2 separate regions of the Macaca mulatta genome follow, and region 2 is linked to region 1. A link is a contact called in public Hi-C data. All regions are on one chromosome and are shown on one strand. Each heading gives the region's core, a stretch centred on a gene start, on an enhancer-like site or on the middle of the called end of the contact. The rest is flanking DNA. Distances are from core to core; before and after follow the strand shown. Region 1 has its middle 300 kb from the start of NSG2. Region 2 overlaps LOC114678976 (a long non-coding RNA gene).

Region 1 (6,414 bases), core at 2,664-5,163:
AAACCTGGACTCCAAGAGCTTCACACAGCACAGGAACCCAATAAAGTTCCCTTTCTCTTTCACCTCCCTTAATCAGACTAAATCTAATCATTCACTAGCACCCATATCTACCCTTCTGCAGTTCACCATCCCTGTAAATTGGCAAGTCCTTGGGGCACATTCAGAGGTCCCTGTGTTGAAAGGGAAGATGCCTTCCCTCTGCTCCCGCTGCTGGCATCAGAATGGAATTGGAGTTCTCAGAATCACTGTCTCCTACTCATCAGCCGCAGGGCTGCCCTCTGAAACTGAGCAAGTGCAGAGTTGGTTTCCAGGACAGTGGACCTCCTGACTTCCTCACAACAGCAGGTTTCTCCTGACGATGCCTCTTGTTTGCAGGCCCCTGACGGACAGATGTGAGAGGACACTACCTGCATCCGGCTGCTGGTCTTGTCAATCCACATTCCTGGAAATGATTTTGGCTTCTCTCCTTGCCCTTGTGGGGCCCAGATAAAGTTTACGGTGGCTTCAGGAGAGTGGATTGTCTCCCTGCCTGCTGGAAGAGGCTGGAACGACTCAGGGGTCTTAACCATGGTGGCTGCTACTACTGTGATTCCTTCCTTCCTTCCTTCCTTCCTTCCTTCCTTCCTTCCTTCCTTCCTTCCTTCCTTCCTTCCTTCCTTCCATCATTCCTTCCTTCCTTCCTTCCATCATTCCTTCCTTCCTTCCTTCCTTCCTTCTTTCCCTCGTGAGCTTACTGATTCAGTCTTTCATTTGCCAGCTATTTAGGGAGCACTGCCAAGTATTCTAAGCCCTGGATGAGACACAAAGGGATTGTATTAGTCAGGTTTCTTCAGAAAAACAGAACCAATAGGAGAAATGGATAGATAGATAGATAGATAGATAGATAGATAGATAGATAAGGTGTTTTTTAAAAAATAGGAATTACTCACGAGGCTATGGAGGTCAAGAAATCCCACTATCTGTGATCCACAAGTGGATAACCAAGAAAGCTGGCGGGGTCATTCAGCCTGAGTCTGAAAGCTTGAGAATCTGGGGGTGACGGGGATCAGCCTTGGTCTGAATCTGCAAGCCTGAGAGCCAGGAGCACTGATGTCCGAGGGCAGGAGAAGACAGATGTCCCCACTCACACAAAGAGAGCAAATGTACCCTTCGAACTTTTTTCTCTTTGGTCCTTCAACAGAGTGGATGGTACCTTACCACATTATTCAGCCCATTGATTCAAATGCTAATCTCCCTCAGAGACACCCTCTCAGACAGGAATAATGCATCCCAGCTATCTGGGCATCCCTGGGCTCAGTCGAGTTGACACGTAAAATTCATCATCACGGGGGTGGAACCTTGGACGGTTCATCACAATAGATGTTTGTCAACCGAAGGAATGAACATCAAGGTTCTTACCCTCCAGGGAAGCACAGCAGAGCTGGGGGGATGGAAATCAGACCTCCCATGTCACTGGTTGGGGAGAAGCTGAGGGTGAGCCAAGCCCGTGGGGGAGGAGGTGAGGGCAATAGTGAGAATGAAGGTGCTGATGGAGGCAGAGTGGCAGGTGTGGGAGTCGGAGCTGAGGGTTCAGTTTATCACTGGCTGTGTGACCTCGGGCAGGTAACTTTGCTTCCTTGCGTCTCTGTTTTGTTATCTGTACAGTCAGGCAAGGCTGTGTGAAAGGGGCCTGGCTCAGGACTGCACTGCGGGTGGAGACGAACCACTGACATGCTTTCCCACAGCACAGGTATGAATAAGCATGGCTTTCCTCTCGCTCTTCCCAGCTGAGTTTCTGAGGGCAACCCTGCAGCTGCCAGGGTTCCTTCTGCTTCCTCCCCAGACAGGTATGTTTTCTTTCTCTGGGGTTGGTAAGACCCCCTCTGCATTTTACATGCAGATAGTCCTGTTATTCCTGGCATCATGGATCCTCTTTCTGGTTTTCATTTGCTGTGGATTTTTCTTAATTTTTATATCCATTATCATTTTGCTTAGATTTTGGAAGGGTGTGGAAAGTCTAAGTACCATTCCCCACTAAGAGGCACCAGAGCTTCTTGGAGTAAAGTTGGATTGTCCAACTCCAGGTCCTGAGCAGCAAATGTACAAGAGGAGTCTGGAATCTCTTGTCTTGCTGGAATTAAAACATGATCAAAGACTTCTAGGAGAGAGGGGCCAATTTGAAGGGCCCCTGCACTATCCTAGGATGGGATAACTTTAGTATCAGAAAGAATACTGGCTGCAGTGGATTGAAATGCAGCAAATATGTAAAAGCTATGAGTTCATAATGGCACTACTAGTTCTTTTTGGAGGTGGCTAGTGTACCAGTTCATTATTCTGAAAATTGATAAATAAAGGGAAAGAATGCAATATTTATCTTGCCTTCCATCTAAAGACCATAGCTCAGGATAATAAAAGGGGTGATGAGAAGAAGTTCTTTTTAGAAGGTCAAAGCTAACAAGTGCAGGAGGAATGATAAAATGGAAAAGTTAACCTTTTGTAATACCAAATGAAACACTCTATCTCGGCAATGATCGTGAATGTCTGCTAAGACTTGCAAGGGACAGACTGATGTGGTCACCTACACTGGACAGACCAGGTAGATGCAACCTTATACTGAAGAATTTTAACATCACCAAAGGGGAACGCCCAGGCACGGTGCACCCCTGACATAGTAGGAAGTGCCCAGGCACCACCTGGCAGGTGTTCTCACCAAAAATAACGTGACTGGAATTTAATCAAGCTTCTAGAACTAAGTTTCCAGGATATATGTGGGAGAGATGAACGTGTAAGCAACATCAATCAGTCAGAGCTATAATTTGGGAAATTCTACAAGAAAAATATTACCCAGTTTCTTAGAGAAATTAATGGCGGTCAGGTGTCAGGTGGAGAGAATCACTAGGGATTAAAAGAGAATTAAGCAACATCCAAAAAAAAAAAAATGCAGTGTTGACGCCAGGCACAGTGGCTCACACCTGTAATCCCAGCACTTTGGGAGGCTGAGGCAAGCGAATCACCTGAGGTCAGGAGTTCGAGACCAGCCTGGCTAACACGGTGAAACCCCGTCTCTACTAAAAACTACAAAAAACTAGCCGGGCGAGGTGGCGGGCGCCTGTAGTCCCAGCTACTCGGAGGCTGAGGCAGGAGAATGGCGTGAACCCGGGAGGCGGAGCTTGCAGTGAGCTGAGATCCGGCCACTGCACTCCAGCCTGGGCAACAGACCGAGACTCCGTCTCAAAAACAAACAAACAAACAAAAAAAAAACAAAAAAATTAGCCAGGCGTAGTGGTGCATGCCTGTAATCCCAGCTACTCCTGAGGCCGAAGCAGGAGAATCACTTGAACCAGGGAGGCAGAGGTTGCGGTGAACTGAGATCGCACCACTGCACTCCAGCCTGGGCAATAAGAGTGAGACTCCATCTCAAAACAAACAAACAAACAAACAAAAAAAACCTGTTGGATCCTTTATTTGGATTCTAACAAACCAATTGTTAAATGACATTATGGGGGAAAAAAATGAACATAGACTGGGCATTGGATGCTACTAATATTACATAAATATGGTTTATTTCATTGAATATGATTATAGCTTTACATTTTTTAAAAGTCCTTATGTAATAGAAATTCATACTGATAAAACAGCCCAGAATTTCTGCCTGGACCTTAACTGATATCCTGGTTCTCCTTCGGTGATCTTTATGCTGGGAGCAACACCAACGTCCACATGGTTGGGAAGGCAATGCATTTGAGCATCTTCCTCTACGCTTTTCTCCCTCACACCCCTCCTTCCATACTCCTCTCATTCCACTGCCTATTGATGTCCAGACTATGTCTATTTCCTTTCATCTCTAATCCGCCAATCACATGCATCTTGTGGTGGAAGGGGAAGAGAGTGCCAGGAAGGCACATCTGAGTCAGAGGAGCTGGCAGGAGGCACTTCAGCCTGTATTTGTTTCAAGGGTGAGGACCAGTCAGGTGGCTGGTTCTGGAAGCAAGGCACGCTGGGAAATGTAGTCCTCAGCTGGGCAACTGTCTCCATGGAAACAAGGCCACTTGTGGAGGCTGGTGCATGAGGTCATGTGTGCAGAGAGCTTAGAAGCGTTCCTGGCTCCCAAATGATGCGTGCACTGAGGGTGCAGAAGCAGCAGAGGGGAACCTGCTGGAGCTTTGGCAGGGATGGAGGGAAGTGGCGGCACGCTGCCGTGGCCATCGTTGGATTCTTCACAGTGTTACGGTGGACGTGTTGCTTTAAAAAATACAGATGCCAGTTTCACTTAAGGATGTCCCTGACAAAGCTGTATGAATTAATTTTATTCAGCCTCAACTCTTGCATACACAACTTTTTGTGACAAAATGGAAGCTGTGCTTGAAGCACTTTTGCTTCATAGTTGTCTTGAGGAAAAACCCTTGAGCAATTTCTTCAGCTGAACTCGTCACTTTTTTATGGACAGCCATTTCACTTGAAAGTACAAGTGGCAAACGATTCAGACTTTATTTAGTAGACATTTTCTTGAAAGCAGGTGAAGTAAGCTTGTCACTTCAAGGGGAAAAAAATGACATTTGTTACCACCAATAAAAATTTGATCTTTCCAGTGAAAATTAGAATTTGGGAAAATCTATATCCACTACTATGAGTTTGGCCATTTCCTAATAATTAAACATTCTTCTGATAAAACCTATGGTAACGTTAGTGGTCAGGATCTTTTGATATTTAAGAGAAATGTGCTAACTTTTGGAAGCTTGGCATGACTCAGGAAACCAATGTTTTCCAAATGACTGGTGCATGATGGTACAAAATCACGCATGAGGAAAGATCCATCCAAGAGAGAACAAAGGAGTTTATGTAACAGAGTAAAAAATAATTCCATGATATGATTTCGGATTCCAGGTTGCAGCAAATCTGAAATCTAAAACCATTTGTCAATTTTGGGTCTCATATGAAAGAAGAATAGGCACAATTATCTGAAAAAGACAATTAAAATACTCCCTTCTCTTCCAACTACATATTTGTATGAGACCATATTTTCTTCATATACTACAACCAATGTATCTCAGTAGATTGAAAGAGGAGACCACGTGAGAATCTAGCTGTCCTCTATTAAGACAGACATTAAAGAGATTTGCATAAACAAAAACAATGGCATTTTTGTACTTTGTTTTATAAAAAAAGTTATTTTTTAATAAAAATATGTAATGGGTTTAAAGATGAGTTAAAATGAGTATTTTATACATTTACCAAGTTCAATTTATAACCCAGTAAATATGGATAAACAACCCACATCAACAATAATGATAATTCAAACTCTAAATTGATAAATATAATAAATAATAAACATAAATATGTAAAAATAAGAAATAATAGGAACAAGAATTTGTTAGGAATGAGACCGAAAAGTTTAAGAGCTATGAATAAAACCATACTTGGCGTTTTCCAGCTTGCCTGCCTGCTTTCTAATTGGGACGGCAGTTGCATTGTCTCATCAGCAACTCACATTCCAGGAACTGATGGGGACTAATCACGCAGGGACCGGGCCCAGATCACACAGTGAGAACTCATTCCACCGGCACAGGCAGTGCCCCGAGCTCTGCCCATGGAGTTAGGTGTTTGCACAGGTGAAGAGCAATGTCACCATCCGCACAGAGAGGAGAGGGGCAGGTGGAAGGCAGTGCCAGTCACTAAGAATTGCTGACACTTATCAGGTGCCTACCAGGAAACAGCCCGTTTGTCCTCATAAGGCGTTTATCAGGTACTTAGGTAAGGACTTACTCAATACCAGTCTTGTGCTGTGCTGTGCTGGCAGTAACCAGGGAGAGATGAGTTGGAGAGGGCGGGGCCTCTCTGCGGCTATCTCCAGAGAAGCAGAAGGGCTGGGGGCTGGCTCCCTACGTGATGATGCCAGCTGCCTGGGTGCGTATCCCTGTTCTGCCACCTGCTACTCTGTGAACCTCAACAGGTTGCTTATCTTCTCTGGGCTTCACTTTCCTTATCTGTAAAATGGGATAATGGTGAGGGTTAAATGCATTAACATACATAGCAAATCCCCTTAGGGCAATGCCTGGCATGAAAAGAGCATGATGTGTTTGCTCTTGACTGACAATTGTTTTTTCTGTCTTTCCATGGCTCCCCAGCCACCCCTGCCTCGTGGGCAAAGACTATCTGCCACCACGAGGCTGAAATGCCAGAGATTTATCTTCCCAGCCTCCCTTTTTCCATGTTTAGACAACGAGACCTGAGCGGGAGTCCACTGGATGGAAACCCCCTGTCTTTCTTGCCTTTGGTCACAGTTTTGTGAGGACATGGTGTTGGGGGCAGGGAACAGGTCCCAAGACGTGGGTCTTCTGCCCACCATGGGAGGCCAAGAGAGTCACAGGGAAGCCGACCCAGGTCCTGGCAGGGCCAGTCTGATGAATTAACCGAGCCTAGGTTCACCTGGCTCCT
Region 2 (6,634 bases), core at 1,861-4,360, 470 kb after region 1:
GGTTTGATTGTTCGTTTGTATTCCTAGGATGATGGCCTCATTTAGAAATTTCCCCAAACCAAGGTGACTTGCGTATTCTCTCCTAGTGAATCAAGACAGATACATAATTTGCCCATTGTTTTGTAAATATGAACACCAAGTAAGTCACACCAACCCAGAAGGAATAAACTATGCTAATAGCATCTGAAAGCTAGATGGGATATACAGGCCTTCCACAGCAGATTTATTGGTGAAGTTATTTGTTTTTGCCCTGGGGCAAAATTAACTCAAGACGGGATATTAGATATTTAGACCAGCATTAAGGTGTTGGTTGGGGGGAAAAAGAAGAAAACTTGATTCTGTGTTTACATTTGGGAAACACTGTTTTAATAAAAAATGAAAAGGTTTCTGCTGCAGAACTTTTCAGAGCCTTTAATACATTAATACGCTTGTAACTTTCCACGGGGGCCATGGTGTGCAGCACTTTGCAACTTCTCTTGAGAGTGGGCCCCCTTCTTTCCAGAAATATCCATTAGGGTCATTCCGTGGATATTTTTGAGGGTCTGTGCAGTGCTCCCCACACAGTGCAGCCCTATCTATGTGGGGCATCCCATGTACTCCTTATGGGAACTGTCAAGAAGGGGTCATTATTATCCCCACTTCATAGATGGAGAGTCAGGTTCAGGCTCCTCAGCAACCTGGGGTGGTTCCAGGATTCCGCTGCAGGCCGTCTGCCCCAAGCCTGCATTCCCAGCTACTGTGTCACCCCACTGCTTGGCTGGATCTCCCTTGTTAATCAAATTGATTAGCCCATTCAGCTTCATAAAGGAATCTGGAGGTAAAATGGTTTAATTTTCTCATTGAATTTCTCAGCATCTTGACGAAGAAACTGACCTCCTTTGTGAGCTTTGGTATTCTAATACAGCTTGAATTGACTAGCATATAGCAATTGTCTTTCTGGCCACAGCAATGCCTGATAATGATGTCTACTCAGGCTGGTGGCCCTGGCTCTTTGTTCTAAACCTTGAGTTGACCCTGCATGAACTCACAGGAACGGAGGTGCCGCTGAACCTCTCTTATCCTTTGCCGCACCCAGTCTTTCAGTGAACTGAATCTGGCCCCCAGGGGAATGCCTTATATATTTATTAGTTAGGACTCTTGGTTGCAAGTGTTAGAAACTCAGCTCAAACTCGGATGAAGCTGGAAACCATCATTCTCAGCAAACTAACAAAGGAACAGAAAACTAAACACTGCATGTTCTCACTCATAAGTGGGAGTTGAACAATGAGAACACATGGACACAGGGAGGGGAACATCACACACCAGGTACTGTCGGGGGGTGAGGGGCAAGGAGAGGGACAGCATTAGGACAAACACCTAATGCACCCGGGGTTTAAAACCTAGATGACAGGTTGATGGGTGCAGCAAACCACCATGGCACATGTATACCTATGTAACAAACCTGCACATTCTGCACATGTATCCCAGAACTTAAAGTTAAAGAAAAAAAAAATAAAAGAAAGAAACTCAACTCAAACTCTTAAGTAAAAAGAGAACTTTACTGGCACATAAATCCAAGGAAGGGGTGAAGAACTGGGCCTCAGGAAGGATAGCTGCTCAGCTGGACTCAGGAACAGCCAGAACCAGGACACGGCATGTTCTGAAACACTGTTTCTGCCTTGTTTCTTGGCTTTTCTCTATAAGCAACTTTATTTTTTCTTACTATAGACTGCCTCTTTTGAGGTAAGATACATGGTGACATGGTCTGAGATTTTTAATGCCACCTTTTCGGCCACCAGAGGGTAACTGACTTGCATGTGGTTTCATCCCAAGACCAAGCCTCAGGGAAGGGACCCATTGGCACAGCGGGGTTGGGTGACCACCATGGGATCCACCAACTATGACCAGAGTGGGAGAATGTAGCCATAGGAGAGAGGAAGTTTCTAGAACGTCAGAGAGTCCCACCTATTCATGGAAGCAAATGACAGCCAAATGGGTCAGTCAATTAAATTCTAACCCTGGTTTTTACTTTACCTATGAAAGTTTACCATTTAGGTTAAACAATTCCTGTTTTACTGAAGTTAAACGTTGTCTTTCTCATTAAACAGAACAGTAAAGGGAAGTGGTTAAGTGGGGTATTTAAGGATATAATAGCATCACCTCCGAGAACTCTTGTGAGGATTAAATGCCGTAATACAGGAAAAGTGCCCAGCACACAGTAAGAACTCAATCCATGCTAGCTGTTGTTATTATAAACAAAGAGAATCCTTCAGAAGGCATTTATGAAAAGCCATTCACATGTGTGTCCTTTCTCCTTAGTTTCCTGGGGGTGGAAGTCTGCAGCGCAGCCAGCCTCAGTGATAGCTGGCAAGAGTTGGGTGTCTGGTTGGGGTACGGGTCTTGTTACTGCGTGTGCTTCTCTGGGGAATGGGCAACAAAAGTGAAGCCTCAGCGGTGTCCACAGCAGGATCAGATTCTCTGCCCATCCTCTAAAACCTCCACCCCATGCTGACATTAAAGTGAATTCGTTTCCTGAGACAACCTAATTTCCTCCGAAAAGGTCTAATTTTCCCAGGAAGTGGTTCATTTCATCCAAACCCAAAATGATTTCAGCTGTCTGACGGGATAGGTGTTCCTTGTTCTTCGCCCCGACGTCTACATCTCTGTCACTTCCTGGAAATGCAGACAGACAACTGCACAGAGCATTGCGATCCTGTCCCAGGATTTTCCAGACCATAAAGGAAATGTGGATATTAGACCGGCTGTGCCCTTGAGCAACACCCAGTACCTAAAATCACTGGGTTTCCAAGAGGGACTACGTGGAGGAGGCATATGGTTTTTATAACTGACAAGACATTCTGATTCATTAGAACCACTGAAATTGTGTGCGAGGGAAAGCTGCACAAAAGAAGACCCCTTAGCTCATAGCTGTCACCAGGCTAGTGGGTTGGAGCCTTCAACAAATCACCTCGCCTCTCGGGCTTAGTTCTCTCATCTCTAAAATGGAAATGAATGGGTTTTGAGGTGTAAATGAGACAAAGACTGGGAAATGGCGCCCATCGCACATTGCCTGACTCACAGGGAGCACTCCGCCTCCTCTGGGAGCACAGTAGAAGCAGAGAGGGAATCACCCACCCTCTGCCAACTGCTATCAGTCGGCAGTCAAATTGTTCTCTAAGCACCACTTTTCTTTAATCAGGCTATTCTTCACTGGGGCTGTTTTAATTAAGGGTCCGCTGTCAACACAAAACATATGTTCTGAAGTCTTGCTTTGGTTACTAATGATGCCCGGGATGATTAAGTCTGGAAGGAATTTCCAGCCCCGACTTACTTGGCCTCTTCTCCCTCCCCCCAGTCCCTCAAGCCCCCATTTCGCTCACATCTCAGCTTTCACCCACTTACACTCAGTCCCTGGCACTGTTACCCTTTTGGAAACTGACCTAGAAAAGCAATCTGTTCCAATCAATATGCATGGTGTAATATCTCAAAACACGCTTCTGACCATCTCTCATTCCTGCTGATAATCGTTCCATTGAGATCCAGGCTAATAATTTGTTATTTTTCAAACTACATTATTCAAAAAAAGTTACATACACACACACAACATATACCATATATATGTATAAACACACACACTGACATGTACTTATATGTGTATAAACACACCACATATACTTTATATATGCATACACACACTACACATACTGTATATATGTATACATGCACTATATACACTATATATATACACATACCACATATATGTGTGTATATACACACACATACTATGTATGTATACACACACACCACATATATACATGTATACACACACCACATATGTATGTATACACACACACCATATATACTATATATGTATACACACACCACAAATACTATTTATGTATACATACACACCACTTATACTATATGTGCATACATGCACACCACATATACTATATATGTCTACACACATATATACTCTGTGTACACACACAACACATATAAACATGTATACACACACCACATATGTATGTATACACACACACCACAGGTACTATATATGTATACACATACTATATATGCACACATGCACACCACATATATTATATATGTGTATACACACCATATATACTATGTGTGTATACCCACACCACATATATACATGTGTACATACATCACATATGTATGTATAAACACACCACATATATTATGTATACACACACCACATATACTATATATGTATACACATACTATATATGCACACATGCACACCACATATATTATATATGTGTATACACACCATATATATTTATGTGTGTATACACACACCACATATATACATGTGTACACACATCACATATGTATGTATACACACACCACATGTGTATACACACACCACATATACTATATATGTATACACATACTATATATGCATACATGCTCATCACATATACTATGTGTATACACACACACCATATGTACCATATATGTATACACACACCACATATACTATATATGTATAAATACACCACATATACTATATATGTGTGTATACACATCACATATATATTTGTATACACACACTACATATACTATATATATGTATACACATACAGTGAACTGGAGAAGGGGCAGAATGTTTACCTATTGACTTAGCTCAGTTGTTTCTGAATTGTCACAGGTGTGGCAGATGACCTCTTACACTGGTCTCCACCTGTGGGTATTTATACTCTGTAATCCCTTTCCCTTGAGTGTGGGCAGGACCCAGTGACTTGTTTCTAACCAATAGAATGCAGCAAAAATGATGATGTCATTTCCAAGATTAGGTTATAAAAGACCCTGCCTTCTGTCTCACTGGGACTGTCTCCTGGCCTCTTGATTGTGTGCTCTGATAAAGCCAGCTGCATTGTGGAGGGGCCTGCCTGGCCAGGCACTAAGAGGGGCTGCAGCCTAATAGCCACTTGAAACCCTGAAAGTGAGTCCACCCCAGTTAAGCCTTGAGACAACCCCAGTCCTAGCTGACACCTTGATTGCAGCTGAGTAAGACACCCTGAGTTGGAGGACTGAGGAGCTGTCCCCAGATTCCTGACCCACAGAAACTGGGAGATAGTAAATGTGTGCTGTGTTAGGCTCTAAGTGTGTAGTCATTTGCTGTGCAGGCAGCAACACACAACTAATACCCCTAAGCAATTCGGCCTGGTCCGAAATTTACAAACTCCTGAGATTATGCGCCTGGTAAAGTGGAATAAGAGACTCTTGTGAAGAGGAAGATAGTGCCTAGCTCAGAGTGCTGGTGTATGAGATGAAATAGCATTTGCTCAGTGACAGCCTGGGCTTGGCTTATAGCAGGTTTCACATAGCATTAGCTATTATCACTGATTCCTCAAGGCCTGTTTTGTCTATTCCCCTCTCTGGAGACTTTTCTCAGTCCCTTTGCCTCCCTCACTAGGGAGAGCTCATCACTCACTGTACCAGGAACTCACACTGAACCTATTGGAACCTTGCCACTCTGTGCTATAGTCTTTTTATTTTATGCGAACCCCCTTCTCTCCACTATACTGTGAAATTCATCATTGTGTCTATAGCACCTATAGACCTATAGTCAAATTTTAAAAATCACCTTTTCTACCTTTCTATTCCAGGCAAATATGGTACCATGTTGAGACGCCTGGGGATGCAAATGAAAGCGCTTTTCTGAAGACTCTGTTGCCTTCAAAGGCAGGGAGAACCGTCTCAACCATCACAGGTGAGTTAAGCGCAAATAAAACTCATTATTGAAGGCAACAGCAGGAGTTCAGAAAAGTCATGTAGAAGAAGTGGGGCTTTGATTGTGAAATTCTTTGGTCCTCAAAGGCCAGGAACGTTACATTTCCTCTTCATTTTGCTCACAAAGAGATGGAAGTAGGAGTCAGGAGCTCTTGGAGATAGTCTGGCACGGGTAGGTACCAGTGTGTCCATTTTACAGATGAGGAAATGGAGGCAATTAAAGAAAAAAACAGGTCGGCCACATAGCTAAGTATAGGTCCAAAAGTGACTTTATTTTAAATGCTCATTTGCCTGACTAACCCTGAGTCTGGGAATGCCTCCAAAATGTCTAGTTGATGTATCACTTTTTATGTGGGACACCTATTCATTGTAGGTTTCTTCCAAAACAACCCTCGGTGCTGTTGCAGAAATCACAGGCTGTGGCGCCTGCAGTGTTCTCTCAGCCACCTACACATTCCTTCCAGAGCACGTATACTTTTGCCCCAAGATATACGCCTTGGGTCTGGGGGGTGGCGGTGCAGAGAGCTACCTGTCCTTCAGCTGCCCAAGACCGTACTTCTGCTTGTAAGTTTCCCTTAATAAATCACCCCAGGCCAACAAACTGGATTGGTCTGCCTCATTCTTTGGTTTCTCGGCACCTTTGGAATTTGGGGGTCATTTTGGATACAAGGCCCTTTCACAGAAAGGCCAGTTAGTATGGGAAAGAGAGGGTAGAGCTGGGACTCAACCTTAAGCCTGCTTGTTGCAGGAGGTCACGCTCCTAGAGTCACCGTATCGTTAAAGGTACCCTGCAGTTCTGGGTGGATATATCTGCAAACTAGAGGGCCACTCATTTAAGATAAATACCAGGTTTCCCTTCTCCTCCCCTGGGCCGAGGAGGAGGAAGAGCAGC

The links. Hi-C and Micro-C count contacts between places; a contact is called where the count stands out from the background.
Region 2: a Hi-C map of fetal cortex germinal zone shows a contact between it and region 1, with 4 times the contacts expected there. The contact joins two enhancer-like sites. A contact is called at or near these places in 3 of 14 Hi-C or Micro-C datasets (fetal cortex germinal zone, fetal cortical plate and liver).

The regions. Positions count from the first base shown.
Region 1 is chr6:183,216,293-183,222,706 of T2T-MMU8v2.0, forward strand. No RefSeq gene overlaps it. Among named protein-coding and RNA genes, the nearest start is that of NSG2, 300 kb to the left of the region's middle. Within about 2 kb of position 3,914, at least 13 of the 40 cell types and tissues checked have an H3K27ac peak or open chromatin away from gene starts, as enhancers often do. A contact at or near this core is called in fetal cortex germinal zone, where this site is marked.
Region 2 is chr6:183,690,136-183,696,769 of T2T-MMU8v2.0, forward strand. All of the region lies in intron 2 of LOC114678976 (a long non-coding RNA gene), which reads right to left. Among named protein-coding and RNA genes, the nearest start is that of MSX2, 70 kb to the left of the region's middle. Within about 2 kb of position 3,111, at least 2 of the 40 cell types and tissues checked have an H3K27ac peak or open chromatin away from gene starts, as enhancers often do. A contact at or near this core is called in fetal cortex germinal zone, where this site is marked.